3 separate regions of the Mus musculus genome follow, and all the other regions are linked to region 3. The links are chromatin contacts, called in public Hi-C maps. All regions are on one chromosome and are shown on one strand. The core of a region is the stretch at or near the end of the contact, and the rest is flanking DNA. Distances in the headings are between cores, read along the strand shown. Region 1 has its middle 37 kb from the start of Il1b. Region 2 overlaps Ttl (tubulin tyrosine ligase). Region 3 has its middle 34 kb from the start of Ckap2l.

Evidence for each region. A called contact is a pair of places that touch in the nucleus more often than the background predicts.
Region 1: a contact with region 3 is called in a Hi-C map of bone marrow-derived macrophages, with 3 times the contacts expected there. The contact joins two enhancer-like sites. A contact is called at or near these places in 2 of 15 datasets of contacts at CTCF or cohesin (the G1E-ER4 cell line and pro-B cells), 45 of 484 Hi-C or Micro-C datasets (3T3-L1-derived adipocytes, the 63-12 cell line, B cells and 22 more), 4 of 115 datasets of contacts at active chromatin or transcription factors (the HPC-7 cell line, embryonic stem cells and neural progenitor cells) and 1 of 9 other capture datasets (embryonic stem cells).
Region 2: a Hi-C map of bone marrow-derived macrophages shows a contact between it and region 3, with 20 read pairs. The contact joins two enhancer-like sites. A contact is called at or near these places in 6 of 39 promoter capture datasets (the SN4741 cell line, frontonasal cranial neural crest, hippocampal neurons and 2 more), 5 of 15 datasets of contacts at CTCF or cohesin (CD8 T cells, the G1E-ER4 cell line, embryonic stem cells and 2 more), 85 of 484 Hi-C or Micro-C datasets (B cells, the C10 cell line, CD4 T cells and 46 more), 8 of 115 datasets of contacts at active chromatin or transcription factors (astrocytes, embryonic stem cells, fibro-adipogenic progenitors and 2 more) and 3 of 9 other capture datasets (adipose tissue, embryonic stem cells and liver).

The regions. Positions count from the first base shown.
Region 1 is chr2:129,407,286-129,409,985 of GRCm38.p6, reverse strand. No RefSeq gene overlaps it. Among named protein-coding and RNA genes, the nearest start is that of Il1b, 37 kb to the right of the region's middle. Within about 2 kb of position 1,350, at least 29 of the 459 cell types and tissues checked have an H3K27ac peak or open chromatin away from gene starts, as enhancers often do. A contact at or near this core is called in the C2C12 cell line, the G1E-ER4 cell line and bone marrow-derived macrophages, where this site is marked.
Region 2 is chr2:129,082,263-129,085,043 of GRCm38.p6, reverse strand. The region is part of intron 5 of Ttl (tubulin tyrosine ligase); the gene reads right to left. Among named protein-coding and RNA genes, the nearest start is that of Gm46764, 17 kb to the left of the region's middle. Within about 2 kb of position 1,298, at least 5 of the 459 cell types and tissues checked have an H3K27ac peak or open chromatin away from gene starts, as enhancers often do. A contact at or near this core is called in bone marrow-derived macrophages, where this site is marked.
Region 3 is chr2:129,261,981-129,264,858 of GRCm38.p6, reverse strand. No RefSeq gene overlaps it. Among named protein-coding and RNA genes, the nearest start is that of Ckap2l, 34 kb to the left of the region's middle. Within about 2 kb of position 1,573, at least 60 of the 459 cell types and tissues checked have an H3K27ac peak or open chromatin away from gene starts, as enhancers often do. A contact at or near this core is called in the C2C12 cell line, the G1E-ER4 cell line and bone marrow-derived macrophages, where this site is marked.

The DNA of each region.
Region 1 (2,700 bases), core at 101-2,600, 150 kb before region 3:
AATTCCATCTAAAGACGTTATAGAAAGGCCCAGTTAAACTGTGGTGACAAAAAAGTGAATCATGTCTGCAATGGGGTTAGGGTAGAGGGTGACTTGATTGGAGTGTTGGTTTAAGGAGTTGGACATTTATTGAAAATGAGGAGGTTGTACGTACCCTCCATTGGATATTTTGTTACATGTAAGTTATACCTCAATAAGACAGTGGGGGTATTTTTTGTTGATTTGGTTTGGGTTGGGTTCTTTGAAACAGGGTTTCACCTCAAGTCCAGTTTCCTTGGAACTCATGGTGTAGACAAGTTGGACTCAAACTCGCACCCTTGAGACTGGATCAGCATCAGACTAGACTCACCGGCATGAGTCAGCTTGTCTAGCTTAACATTGATTTTAAAAGAAAATATTATAGCTAAGTGTGACATCCATAGGACCCCTCATAAGTATATACATCAGTATTTATACATGTCAAAGAAAGGGTTTAGCTGGGGTATCAAGTTATGGTCCTTTTGGGGTCCAAGAGAGCTTTGGGGTAAGACGGGGATATAAAAACAGGGCTGGTTCTTTCCCTGCAGATTCTAAGGTCTTTGCATTTTAGAAAAAAAAAGTTGCTTAGATAAAAGAAGGCCAGGAAGCAACTGGAACTTCAATGATTAATGAGCGTGCCAGGGAAAGATGACATTCAAGTCCGTGGTTTTTAATTCTAGAAGTGGGGGCGGGGCGGGGCGGGGACGGTGGATCCACATCCCATGGGAACTGAAAAGAAAGATGCTCTTTGTTATCTGTTAGCCTTTCTAGCACAGAAAATGTGTCCAAACAAGGATATAAACTTCGACAAAAAATTAATCCTATAGTTCGTAAACAGAGAGTTGTTTGTAAATAGAGAATTGTGATCCTTCTAGTGCCAGCTCCTCAAGGACTGGGAGAGCTCTCGCCCCCTCCTCGGCCTCCTCTGTGGCTTCTGCACAGCAGGCTCCTTCAGACCAACCCAGTTTGCTACCCACCCAGCTCAGTTCTCTGGTCCCACCATACTTTTTAAGCATTATAGAATCCTACATCTTACTCCGTAAAATATGAATCATCCCAAGTTTTATATCAGCCATCTTTTTATAGCCACAGATAGGGCACATTTAAAAATATACGTTTCACTTTTAGTATACCGACTAGCACATACGGACGCTATTTGTGGATGCAATGCGTTGACATGGAGCTGGAGCACAAATAGCGCATTTTTCTTATAATATCTATTTCCCCCTATCTTTATTTAGTTCAGTTTTGCATTACGAAGTTCCTGGGCTGATGAACTCAGCTTGGTAAACTCGCTCGAACTGCGGGCGTCCTGCCACTAGGTGGCAGACGGGTTGAGTCGCGGCTCTGCTTATCTGCGGTGGAAGCAGGGGCCTCCTAGCTCTTGCTGCCTGCATCCCTGGGAAGGGAACTTTCCAAATGACCGCCCAGTAAACATGGCATCTGTTTGCTAACATCCGTAGAACGTGACTATCTAATGATAACCAAAAACGTGCTTCAGAGGAAAACCTTCATTGAAAACGTTAGATTTCCAGCCCAGGATTCTGAACGCAGGGACTTTTCAGCCAAGCGAAGGTTTATTAGCTTCAGGAAGCCTGGTTTTGCTCACCATTCTTAAACCAATCCAACCAAAGAAACACTAAACGCAGCTCATAACCCCTGTTTTGATATAAGATATTGACCTCTTTTGCCTCCAATGTGTTCCTCTCTGATGGTCAGAAGTCCATAGACCAGGTCTGGGGCAAAGTTGAGCAGTACTGACAGCGCAAGGAATTGGAGAATCTAACCAAGTCTTCCCACATGCATGCCCTCGCCTGCTCCCCACTGAGCGGACTCGTACCCACTTATTTTCTTTGGGCATTTTCTGTTTTTCCCTCTCCATCTCCGGCTCCCTAAAACTGCTCCAGATAAAAGTTGACTTGAGGACCCAAAAGGAGTGAAGTGACACTGTCCTAGTGAAAGGCACAAAGGTTCTCTCTCCTCCTCACTAAGTTTGTGGCCCGCGTCCTGATCCCTGTTCCATTTTTAGTCGACATCCTGATCCCTGACCCAGGCCTTCTGTTTCTCGATTAAAATCAAACTTTAGCAGGAATTCCGCGCAGTCAGGCTACTTTCTCGCCCTGACGTCTAACCACGTTCCTCACTCTGAGTCATCATCGCCCAGGTGACGTGCAGTGTCCTGCCCAGTCATCTGCAAAAATCCTGTTAGGTGAGTATACCAAGAACCTTCCTGCCTCCTGATATTTCCTGTCTATCCTGTGCCACCCTCTGCCACCCACCGTGCTCCCTGCTGTAGATTTTCTCCTGCCCCTGCTGTATCCAGAACCCAGCCCAGCTCTGCACTGCGTTCTCTTTCCCCATTGCAACAGTCCTAAAATGAATCTGTTTCTCCCGTTATAACAAGTAGCTCTGGCTGTCCTTCAATGTGGGGTCATTTTTACTTCCGGGGTAATTTTTCTCAGAGAACCGTTTATTTGTTGTGACATTTCCTGCCTTTAACCTACACTTTTCAGAGCTGTGCCTTTATGTTAGAGCCAAATAAGCCTTCCCAGGACTGGGAACAGGATGGTCAGGCAGGAGGGAAGACACTTGAAGAAGAAGGAATCCTAGAGGAGCCCTGGTACTTGCTGCCCCTCCTATTTCCGGCTGGGTTCTGGGACAGGAGCAAGACAAAATCCCAGA
Region 2 (2,781 bases), core at 49-2,548, 180 kb after region 3:
TAACTAAATCTATAACTAAAGTATAGGTCTGAAACGTAAGAAACAAGAAGGAAAACAAAATGAAAGATGAGCAAAAATAGGTGGTGGTTGTTGTTGTTGTTGTTGTTGTTGTTGTTGTTGTTGTTGTTTGAGACAGGGTTTCTCTGTATAGCTCTGGCTGTCCTGAAACTCACTCTGTAGACCAGGCTGGCCTCGAACTCAGAAATCCGTCTGCCTCTGCCTCCCGAGTGCTGGGATTAAAGGCATGCACCACCACGCCCGGCTGAGCAAAAATAAAATACAAGGCATAAAACCCAGATGTCTATCAACTGCTGAAGGCACACAGTTTGTAATAGTCACATAATGGAATAACACATAGTAATAAAGAAAGAAACTAGTGCTTTGCAGATAAATATAGCAATATGGTGTCAACAAGAGCTGAACTTAAAACAGGAGCCATAAGTAATTTCATTTAAAATGAGCACCCATAACTCTATAGACATAAACATGGGAAGGAAAGGCTACCTTTGTCAAGGAATCATATTTTAAGGGAGCTAAAAGGACTCTCTGAGGATGCTGGATTTATTTTCTTTCTTATTTTCTTTCTTTCTTTCTTTTTTCCTTTCTTCCTTCCTTCCTTCCTTCCTTCCTTCCTTCCTATTTACTTATTTTGGAGGCAGAGTTTCATTATATAAATTTATTCATTTATTTATTTTGGGGACAGGGTCTTAAAATATAAATTTATTTATTTACATATGTATTTTTACTTATTTGGGGGCAGGGTCTCATTATATAAATTTACTTACTTATTTTGGGGGCATGGTCTCATCCTATAGCCCAGGCTAGCTGAAGCCCTCAACCCCTACTGATTTAGCTCACCAGATACTGGGTTAAAAGGAGTTTGCCTGAGCTGGAGAGATGGCCCAGGGTTGAGAGCACTGACTGCTCTTCTTTTTTGTTTTGTTTGTTTTTAAGATTTATTTATTTATTATGTATATAGTGTTCTGCTTGCATTATCTGACTGCAGGCCAGAAGAGGATATCAGATCCCATTACAGATGGTTGTGAGTCACCCCATGTGGTTGCTGGGAATTGAACTCAGGACCTCTGGTAGAGCAGTGCTCTTAACCTCTGAGCCACCTTTCCAGCCCAATAAATCTTTTTTTTTTTTTTAATTCAATGGGGCTGTCAGTACTTTGGGCTGGCACAGGCAGTAGGCACAGCTTCCCACTGTCACCCTCAGCAGTCTCAGAGGGTTCCTTAGACTTTGTTTCCCTTGACTCAGACCAAACTGGAATTGTGCTGCCAATGCAAAAAAAAAAAAAGAGGAAGTTTGCTTAAATACCTTAGATCATTATTTGTTTCAAGGTTAGGTGCCTATGAGCAGAACTCAGAATTCACTGAGTCATACGTCAGTGCAGTATACTTCATTTTTAAAAATTACAAGATTTCGTAACCTACAATAAAGAGTACTGGCGGTAAAATGCTACTCCTAGGTATACTAAGAAACGAATCAAAAGGAAAAAAGACAATAGAAGCGAACTTTTAGTCAGGAGCAGGTAAACACAAATACACGATGACTATTAAATATAAGATACGCACACAGGGTCCCTAGAGCTAGCTGCCCTGCTAGAGCAGTTGAATCAGTATGCTCTGGGTTCAAGTGGGAGACCTCAGTATAGAAGGTGCAGGCTGGGCTCCACCCATTCAAGCACACATGTGAACTCACACACGTGCACAGGAACCTACACATACACGTGTGAGCACACATATCCACACCTGAAAATATAAATGGATATCAACATAAAAGTGAAACCAAGGGGCTGGTGAGATGGCTCAGTGGGTAAGAGCACCCGACTGTTCTTACGAAGGTCCAGAGTTCAAATCCCAGCAACCACATGGTGGCTCACAACCATCTGTAATGAGACCTGAGACCCTCTTCTGGAGTGTCTGAAGACAGCTACAGTGTACTTACATATAATAAATAAATAAATCTTTAAAAAAAATGTTTAAAAAAAAAAAAAAAAGTGAAACCAAACAATGCCCCGATGGCCATAGTGGAATTAAGAAAAATCTATTGGCCGGGTATGTTGGCACACGCCTTTAATCCCAGCACTTGGGAAGTAGAGGCAGGTGCATTTGTGAGTTCAAGGACAGCCAGGGCTACACAGAGAAACCCTGTCTCGGAAAAAAAAAAAAAAAAAAAAAAGAAAGAAAAATCTACCAACATGTGGGCAATAAGCAAAATATTTTAAATCACACTGGCAGGATGTAAGCATCAAGGAAAATAAAAAGATTTTGATACGATAGAAATATAAATATAGCCCCATATAATCTGTGGAAAGCAGAAGAAAAGTTGAGACATTGCATGGTTTGTTGTTGTGTTTGTCTGTCTGTCTGTCTTTCTTCTTTACTTTTAAATAAGTTTATAATTTTGTATTAGCCTCAAATCGATTATCCAAACGTTCACCTTAAATAACTAGTGGAAGAAAGACAAATTAAATTTCTCAAAGGACAGGAGGAGATAACAAAAATGAGGAGAAACAGAGAAGATGGTCGATAAGAGCCAAAGTTGATCTTTTAAAAAAGATTTAATCTATCCAAGTAAACTAGAGAGAAGATGTGAATTACCAAAACCGAGAAGAAATGAAGTGATGTTCTCACAGATATATTCTACAGACTGTAAAGTGAAAATACAGGACAATTACAAATGTTCTCTGCCCATAAATCAGACAGCTTAAGGAGGACAATCTCCCAAAAGGTGTAAACACCCCAAGTGCCTTCAAGGGGAAACATAAACCCG
Region 3 (2,878 bases), core at 324-2,823:
AAGACGGTAACAGGTGAAAGTGTGTGTTACTAAGACGGTAACAGGTGAAAGTGTGTGTTACTAAGACGGTAACAGGTGAAAGTGTGTGTTACTAAGACGGTAACAGGTGAAAGTGTGTGTTACTAAGACGGTAACAGGTGAAAGTGTGTGTTACTAAGACGGTAACAAGCACAGTCCACCCATTCTGGGGCTCTGCCTCCTGTCTGGGAGCCTGATGGAGGTGGCCAAAGTCGGTCACAACAAGCTCTAGCCATGGGAAGGAAGAAGAGAAGGTCACATGCCCTTACTCATCCTCAAAGAAAGCTTGGCAATGTCTGTCAGATCTATGAACTTAAACTGTATGTATGTGTGGGAGAGGTGACTTCAGTGTCTGCCACATATCCCTGGGAGTGACGCCATGCATCCCCAAAGTACAGATAAATGAGGAACGTCAGGGTTAAAACTAAAGCCTGCAGCAGATGACTCAAGTTGAGGTCCCTGTCCCAACCTGTCCTGCCCCAGACAAGCTCCTGAGGGCAGATTCCTAAGTCAAACCTTCATAGCCTGTTCCTACCTCCCCTCCCTTACTCCATATCCTTTGTTCCTCCACCCCTTCCCCTGCAGTTCTCCAAGGCAACCCAGAGGAGCAACTCCTCATTCAGTAAAAATCTCGGGATGCTGCAGGCACTAGAGACGAGGATGGTGGGCCGAACAGCCTGACCCCCAAGGATCTGAGGAGCTAGTGGTGACTTGTCGCAAGTACATGTTTAAGGCCCCACAAGAGCCATCTATGGTCAGGAGCTGAGAACACAGAAGTCTAGCCAGCGAGGCAGGATGCCTTGAAGCCTTAAGTGGGAACAGGAATAGCAGGAGAGTCAGAGGGATGCCTTAGGAGAGCCTGGGCAGAGTGTATAAAGGCCCTTTGGCCACCTCTCCTCTCTTTTCCTCCTCTTCTTCCTGTTCCCCTCCTCTCCCCTTTCTCCTCTCTCCCTGAGCCCCTCAGGTATTTTGATGGTTTATACCTTTGTCCTCTGCCCAGGAAGGAAATTCTGTGAGGTTTTATAATATTGGCTTTGCAGTGGTTTCCAGGACCTTTCCAGAAAAGCGTGGTTCTTAAGGTATAAACAATATAGCTGAAGAAATATCGCTACCCTCTCAGGGATGAATTTGTGTCCAAAGACACAATGCTGGTGGTACCTGAGCTGTGCCTGAAAAGTGTAACCCTGTAGACTCTGGGGCCCAGAAGCACTCTGAGGAGAGGCCTTAACAGTGCCAACCCTGGGTGTTTCTGGGATACACAGGAAGTAGGAAAAGGGAACTGCTATCCTCGTTCTAAACGCTCATACTTCCTGAGAGCGAACCTGGAGAGCTGCATTGTTAGAGCTGTCCCTTCAAAGGTCCACTTTGTCACCTCCAATAGGCAAGGTCAGTCTGAGCCACCACATAATGACAGTCATCTCCACTAAGACAAACACTGAACAGTGGGAGAGAATTAAAGTCAGGACTCAGAACTCTGAGGCTCCAGGGCTGCGTGTGAGGCTCCTATCAAAATAATCCAGTTACGAGATGAGTTTTGGTGTGTTTTGCCACGTCTGAATCATCTGCCACAGTGACTCAGGATGACAGGACAGTTAGTGAGACAATCCAACCCAGCCTAGCAAGACGATCCAGCCTGGCAGGCTTTAGAAATTTTGAAACACAAAGTTCAAAGAAATGCTATTTTTAAAAGACATATTTAGAAATAAAATCATATGTAGACACGATGTAACCCTGGGAGGGCTGGTTAGAAGATTTCCATTTCTTCTTGTTACACACATTTTCAAAAGGTTCAATGGCCACCAAAGATGCCTTCTAAGGTAACAGCTATACTGGCCCCTGAGTGAATTCTCGAGCCCCAAATCAGTTCATTGAGAATTTTCAATGTGGCCAGATGTGGTGGTATGTTGTGTCCGGCCAGCAGACCACAACCTGGGTTCTAGCCTGGAAAGGCATTTTGGAAACCTGGAAGAGAAGAGGGGCTAGGTGGCGAGAGAAAAGAATGTAGCCAAGACAGTTACTCTGATCAAGGCTCAAATTTTATTGTTGCGACACTAGTTATGAAGGAAGGGGGAGGGGACCCGATTCCCGCCAAATAATCTCTCGTCCAGTAGAAAGGTGCACATGTGTGGCTCCGCAGGTTCCAGCAGTGGGCGTGGCAGAACGAATGAGCAGGAAGCTCCACCCCTGAGCAAGCAGGTTTCAGGCTGGGGGAGGGGAGACTACAGTGGTACATGCCTTTAATCCCAATCTCTAGGGGGCAGAAGCAGGCCAGACTCCATGAGTTCGAAGCCAGCCTGGTCTACAAAGCAAGTACCAAGACACGCAGGGCTCCATAGAGAAACCTTATCTCAAAAGGGGGGGAGAGCAACAAAAAGTTTTCAATGCTTTTTTTTTTCCATACATTTTCAGTTTTCTAAAAACTGTCTGGAGCAGGAGATGGACCATGTCTAGCCAGCCCATGTCTAGGACCGAGTCAGTTGTGAAAAGACAGGCAAAGCACAGATTCAAGATTAAGTCTGCCCTGGGTACCCCGAGCAGGGCTACTTTACAGTTCCTTCCTGCTCTACACCAACCCAAGGCCAAGCAGGAGACGCTCGGGCACGGTATACACACACTCCATCTGCTCACCCCCAGCAGAAGAGGACCTGACAGGACATTATAGCAAGCAAGCCCCACAAGTGTCAGAGCAGAAATAAGGTCCCTCGTGACAGCAGGGGTCTCAGCTCTAAGGTCAAAAGGTCCTCCTCCTTGGCCACTGGCATCTAAAGACTCCCACTCAGGAGTCCTTTTTAGTAACCATTGAAAAAGTCCTACCCTCTCCTGCAGAGCACAGCAGATGGGTTGGGATGATGGACCAACC